2 separate regions of the Pan troglodytes genome follow, and region 1 is linked to region 2. A link is a contact called in public HiChIP or PLAC-seq data. All regions are on one chromosome and are shown on one strand. Each heading gives the region's core, a stretch centred on a gene start, on an enhancer-like site or on the middle of the called end of the contact. The rest is flanking DNA. Distances are from core to core; before and after follow the strand shown. Region 1 holds the start of NCLN (nicalin). Region 2 holds the start of ZNF77 (zinc finger protein 77).

Evidence for each region. HiChIP or PLAC-seq counts read pairs in DNA pulled down with a chosen protein or histone mark.
Region 1: a contact with region 2 is called in an H3K4me3 HiChIP or PLAC-seq map of stem cell-derived excitatory neurons, with 5 times the contacts expected there. The contact joins the promoter of NCLN here to the promoter of ZNF77 in region 2. A contact is called at or near these places in 1 of 7 Hi-C or Micro-C datasets (stem cell-derived neural progenitor cells) and 1 of 1 datasets of contacts at active chromatin or transcription factors (stem cell-derived excitatory neurons).

Annotation. Positions count from the first base shown.
Region 1 is chr20:5,529,731-5,532,594 of NHGRI_mPanTro3-v2.0_pri, forward strand. It overlaps NCLN (nicalin), which reads left to right and starts at 1,268. Exons shown (of 15, transcript XM_524050.9): 1 at 1,268-1,640. The coding sequence starts at 1,457.
Region 2 is chr20:5,287,657-5,290,884 of NHGRI_mPanTro3-v2.0_pri, forward strand. It overlaps ZNF77 (zinc finger protein 77), which reads right to left and starts at 1,923. Exons shown (of 4, transcript XM_016937024.4): 1 at 1,770-1,923. The coding sequence starts at 1,772.

The DNA of each region.
Region 1 (2,864 bases), core at 18-2,517, 240 kb after region 2:
ACACAGTAGGTGCTCAGTGACCCAGCAGCACGCTCAGAAACTCCCTTTCTAGCCGGGCGCGGTAGCTCACGCCTGTAATTTACAGCTACTCAGGAGGCTGAGACACAGGAATTGCTTGAACCCAGGAGGTGGAGGTTGCGGTGAGCTGAGATCAAGCCACTGCACTCCAGCCTAGGTGACAGAGACTACATCTCAAAAACAAACAAACAAACAGAATTCTCACATGCTGCTGGCAGGGAGAGTGCTTGATTCTTTATCATTATATCTGAGGAAACTGAGACTCTGAGAGGTGAAGCGACTTGCCCAAAGCCACACAGCTGGGAAATGGAGGAGTTGGGATTTGAGCCCAGGCTCTTAATCAGCACCAGTGCCACTTCTCACTTGGGACAGAAAGGAAGCCCTGACTCCTTAGGCAGCCGTACGGAGCCTGGGATGATAACGTGCTGAGAGCCAGGGCTACTGTCTGCTGCACCCTGGGGCTCAGTCTCCCCATCTGTACAAAGGGACATTCCTTAGGTACCTCTAGCCGTGAGACACTGGGTTTTAACTTTAAATTTCTGATGAACAACAAATACTTTTTTGGTATAAGTATGCCCCAAATATGAATAAAGATAAATATAAATACCTGCCACCGACCCCTGCACAAACTGCAGGCTCCAGACTACAAGTCCCACAACCCACTGCGGCCTCCCTTAGGAACTGACTATCATGACTTTCTATTTTTCATTCATTCATTCAAAAATGGTATAGGCCACCCGCCGTGCGCCAGGTCTTGTGCTAGATGCCGGGGATACATCATATGCACAAAACAGACAAAAGTTTTTGCCTTCGTGGAGTTTGACATCTACATCCTTGGGAGTTTTAAGTGATTTTTGTTTTTCTCAGCAATTTCTGCCAGGACGACTACAGTTCCCGTGACCCTTTGTGTGTTTGACGGGACTACAACTCCCAGAAGACCTAGCGCGCCAACCAGGCACTTTCTTTTCTCTTTATCCCCAACTTCCTTCGAGGTCGCAAGGTCACGTCCTGTCCCCACCTTTCGCCCCTCACCCCAGCTCCCCCAACGCCAAAGACAAGGTTAAGAAAGTGATATCGCGAAATAGTTTTTTAAAGCATTTTATTGCATTTTATGACTTGGAGTTTATGTGAAACCTCAACGCTATTAGCCGAACAGCCTGCCGCACCTTCCGGGAGTTCCAGAGTGGGCCTACAACTCCCACAGGGCTCCGCGAGCGCCGGAGGGACTACAATTCCCGACAGGCAGCGCGGCCGGCGGGGCGGTTCGCGGCGGGGCGGTTCGCGGCGGTGCCCACAGGACCTCAGGGCGAGTGCGGGCTGCCCCGCGCGGCGCCCGCAGGACCCCGGCGGCTACCCATGCCGAGGTGAGTCCGCGGGAGCCGCCGCCGCCGCCGTCCCGTCCCAGCTGCCGCCCCGCGCGGCCCCGCCGCCGGCCAGGATGCTGGAGGAAGCGGGCGAGGTGCTGGAGAACATGCTGAAGGCGTCTTGTCTGCCTCTCGGCTTCATCGTCTTCCTGCCCGCTGTGCTGCTGCTGGTGGCGCCGCCGCTGCCCGCCGCCGACGCCGCGCACGAGTTCACCGTGTACCGCATGCAGCAGTACGACCTGCAGGGCCAGCCCTACGGTGCGTGTCCCCGCCCACCCTCGGGGCTCCCCGGGCTCCCCGGCCACGCCACTCCGGCCCGGCCAGCCCCAGGCCGATCCCTAGCTCCGGCCTGGGCTGCCCGACCCATGCTCAGGCCCCAGGCGAGGCAGAGCCCTGCCGCCCTGGACCCCCGGGCGCCCTGGAATCCCGGCTCTTCTTGCCTAGCGCCCAGGGACCCCCCGCGCTCGCTCCCACAGCCCCCGGCCCCTGCCTAGGTCTCCCTGCCCCGGAACCCATGGCCGGGCCAATCGTCCCGCGCCCCTGGAGCCCTAAGTCCCCTCTCTCCTGTCCCCAGCTGGGCCGGCGTCTGCCTGCCTTGCCGAGTTTCTCCCTCCTGGGCCCCCTCCGCCCCTTAGGCTTCCTGGTCCTGGCTCACTTGAGCAGACGCTCCCGTCCTGACCTCCAGCTCCCAGGGTCCTGTTCTGGAGACCATCTGGTTGGTCTCTGGATCCACTGGGTCACGACCGTGTTCCCAGGCCTCTCGCCTTTAGCTGACTGCGTTTGGAGTTAAAGGTCCCTGCACTGATTTCTGCCAGGCTGAGCCACCCGACGCGGTGGTCCAGCATTCCCCACCCCCTCCCACGGCCCTGGGTGCCAAGTGCATTTTGTCCAGTGCCCAAATTCAACTCCCCTGAATTTTCTCGCTCTAGTCACCGGCCCCCACGTCTAGGGCCCATTTGTCCCCAGACCCCTGACGCTCTCTGGTCCCAGTTCGTGAGTCATGTTTCAGAATCTGCTAGCCCAGCTTCCCTGGTCTCCTCCCACATCCCCAGTTCAGTCCACTCGCCTGGGGTTCCCTTTGACCCCTTTTCTGTCCCGCCTTTGATGCATACCCACGCCCTCAGCTCAGCCTCCTCACACCCACTTCCCAGAACCCCACTTGTTCCATCTTTACAGGATTTCCTCTTCCCTTTCCAAATTCGCACCCCCTTGGCCTTGCATTCTGCAAGTCTCCCACTCAACAGCCTCGCCCCCTCCCGTCGTGGCCCTGACCCCAGTGTCTAGACCATTCCACATCCCCTTGTCTTTGCCTGGCTATAGCTGTCCCTGACATTCCAGAACCTTCTGGTCCCTGGTTTTTCTTCTTTTCAGCCTGGCCCCTCAGGTCCCTGGAAGTCAAGGCCTGGCCTTCCCTGTGAAGGAGTCCCGTCCGCATGTTCTCCCGGCCCCCTTAGTTCCCAGCCCGGATTCTCTTGGACTGGT
Region 2 (3,228 bases), core at 673-3,172:
TCCCCCTGTGGCTACAGCATTAGTCCCGCAGCTCAATCATCAACTGTCCCCATGCCCCTGTTGCTTATACCCCCACCCCACTGCAATAGAACCCCAAGCCTCTGGCATTACTCTCCTGCCCCTAATCCAACTAACCCTTCTCCCTATTGCAACAGCCCCTACTCCCCCTCCCCCAATACCTCGCAATAATCCTTTTTCATAAAAGTTTCCTTACTACGTTTGGGTTTACACAAGCTTGACCACATGTTCGCAGCCTCCCGTTTCTTCCCCAAACGTTACTCAGCCTTCTGTCCTCTCCACAGGCCCCTGAACTTTGAGTGGCCCCCCCGAGTCTGAGCAAGCAGTAAGTGTGGAGTCCCCTGTCACCTCCCCTGAGCTAGCTGACCACAAGGAGGTACATTTACTGTCAACCCCCTTTCTGCTTGTCCCCTAAAACGTTCTTCCAAACCTTTTCTTGTGTATGAAAGTAAAACCTTTTCCTGGTTGATTTGGAGACCTGGCAGGTTTCGGAGGCTGGGGCTTATCCCTATTTTTCTCTTTCCTTCTCTAGCCAGGATTTTTTGTTTGTTTGTTTTTGTTTTTGTTTTTGAGACGGAGTCTTTCTCTGTCGCCAGGCTGGAGTGCAGTGGCGCCATGTCGGCTCACTGCAAGCTCCACCTCCCAGGTTCACGCCATTCTCCTGTCTCAGCCTCCCTAGTAGCTGGGATTGCAGGCGCCCGCCACCACGCCCGGCTAATTGTTGTATTTTTAGTAGAGACGGGATTTCGCCATGTTGTCCAGGCTGGTCTGGAACTCCTGACCTCAGGTGATCCGCCCGCCTCGGCCTCCCAAAGTGCTGGGATTACAGGCGTGAGCCACCGCGCCCGGCCCAGGATTTTATTATTTGACAGGCTCCAGGACAGGGCACCACCTCCTCCTTGGCAGACTTTCCCAAACTGACCACCAAAAACCCCTGACGGCTCCTGCCCTCTCCTCCCACTCTCCCCGATCCCCTGACTGCCTCTACTGTCCCCCAACACATCCCTCGAGCCCGACTCCCTTTACTGTCCCCCCAAACTGACCTCAAGCCCCTGACCGCCTCTACTGCCCCCCTTAAAGTGCCCCTGAGCCCCTGACTGCTTCTGCTGTCCCCTCGAGCTGCCCCCAAACTCCCGACTGCAGCTACTGTCCCCCTAAACTGCCTTTGAGCCCCTGATCACCTGTCCCCCAAAACTGCCCCTTCAAACCCATGACCGCCTCTACGGCCCCCTCAAACTCTCCCCGAGTTCCTGACCGCTGCTATTGGCCCCCTAATCTGCCCTTGAGCCTGACTCCCTTCCACTGAACCCCCAAACTGCCGCCGAGCCCCTGACCGTGTCTGTTCCCGCAAACTGCCCCTTCCCTCCTCCACTGTCCCAAAACTGCCCTTGAGTCCCTGACCGCCTCTACTGTCCCCGCAAACTGCCCCTGTGCCCCTTAAACCTCTACTGTCCACTTAAATTGCCTCAAGCCCCTGACCACCTCTGCTGTCCCCACAAGCTCTCCCCAAACTCCTGACCTCTACTGTCCCCAGAAACTACCCCTCGAGCCCCTGACCGCTTTTGCTGTCACCCCAGACTGCCCCCAGCCCTACCCCTCGGCCGCTGTGACCACGTCCCCGGGGCCCAGGCGCTCGTCGTGCGCCGCCCCGCGCGTCCCTCAGCTTTCTCCGGCTGCGAACTCGGGCGGAAGCCGGTTCCTGCCGCCCCACCTCGCCCTGGGCCCGGGCTCGGCTCCCGCCCAGCACTCACCATGTCCCGCCCGCTCCTGGGCTCTCCAGGGTTAGCGCCCCGCGGTCCAGCGACCGGCGCAGGTGAGCACGACAGGACACCTGAGCCGCTCGGGGTAGGCGGGGAAGCGCGCAAGGCAGAGGGGAACTCGGCTTACCGTCCTCGGAGTCTGATTGGACAGATCTCGGGAAGTGGAGACTCTGATTGGACAGTGCTGTCAACTCCGCACCCCTGATTGGACAATTCTCCAGCCCGTCCCCCTAGCGCCCTTGATTGGGCAGGGCTCTACTTCGGATTAACGTCTCTGATTGGACAGTTCCCTGGGCCCCGCCCCTGCCTATCCTGATTGGATAATTCTCTCCTCAGTGACGGGCTCGTCGAGAACACGCGTGGCTGACCCTCCAGCCGGGCACCCGCGGATCTGGGAGAACTCACTCCAGTCCAGGGAGGGCGCGGCGTCCTCCTCCCTGACTGCACGGCAACTCCAGACTCAGTTTCCCCTCGGAGCGGCCCCTCGTGCGGGGAGGAGAGGAAGGGCACGGAGTCCCATGGGGCGGAGTCCTGCGTGGGGGCGGGACCCGCGTGCGTGACGTCACCGTGCTGTCCCGCGTGGGCGCGGACGCCTGGGGTCCAGAGACCTGGAGATCTGGAGACCAGGCGACGAGGCCCCAGGAGGCCGGACCCCACGAGGCCGGACCCCACCAGGCGCTCCCTGTGTTCTTTAAAACTCTCGGCCGGGCGCGGTGGTTCACGCGGGTAATCCCAGCACCGTGAGAGGCAGAGACCGGCGGATCACCAGAGGTCAGGAGTTCAAGTCCAGCCTGACCAAAATGGCGAAAACCACTTCTCTCCTAAAAATACAAAAATTAGCCGGGCACGGTGGCGGGCGCCTGTAATCCCAGCTACTCCGGAGGCTGAGGCAGGAGAATCGCTTGAACCCAGGAGGTGGAGATTGCAGTGAGCCAAGATCAGGACACTGCACTCCAGCCTGGGCAGCAAGAGCGAAACTGAGTCTCAAAAAAAAAAAAAAGCAGCCCTCCCACAAACAGAACCACGGAAGGTCATGAAGAGAGAGGTCTCACATTTATATGCTTAATAACGAAAAAGACTCTACAAAAACCACAGGCTTAAACAAAAAATACTTTTACAGGGACACTCAGATTGGTGTGACCCTAGTTACTGATCTTTGTAGACAAGGATAATTATTTCTGAAAAATGATGTAATCCTCATTTAAAAATTTTTTTTTCCTTTATAAACCTTTGTCCCAGTCTGGGCAACATGGCAAAACCCCATATATACAAAAAATACAAAAATTAGCTGGGAATATAGGAGTGTGCGCCTATGGTCCCAACGACTTGGTAGGCTGAAGCAGGAGGATCGCTCGAGCCCGTGGGGATCGAGGCTGCAGTGAGCTGTGATCTCACCATTGTACTCCAGCCTGGGCAACAGAGACCCCCGTCTCAAAAAAATGAAAACCAA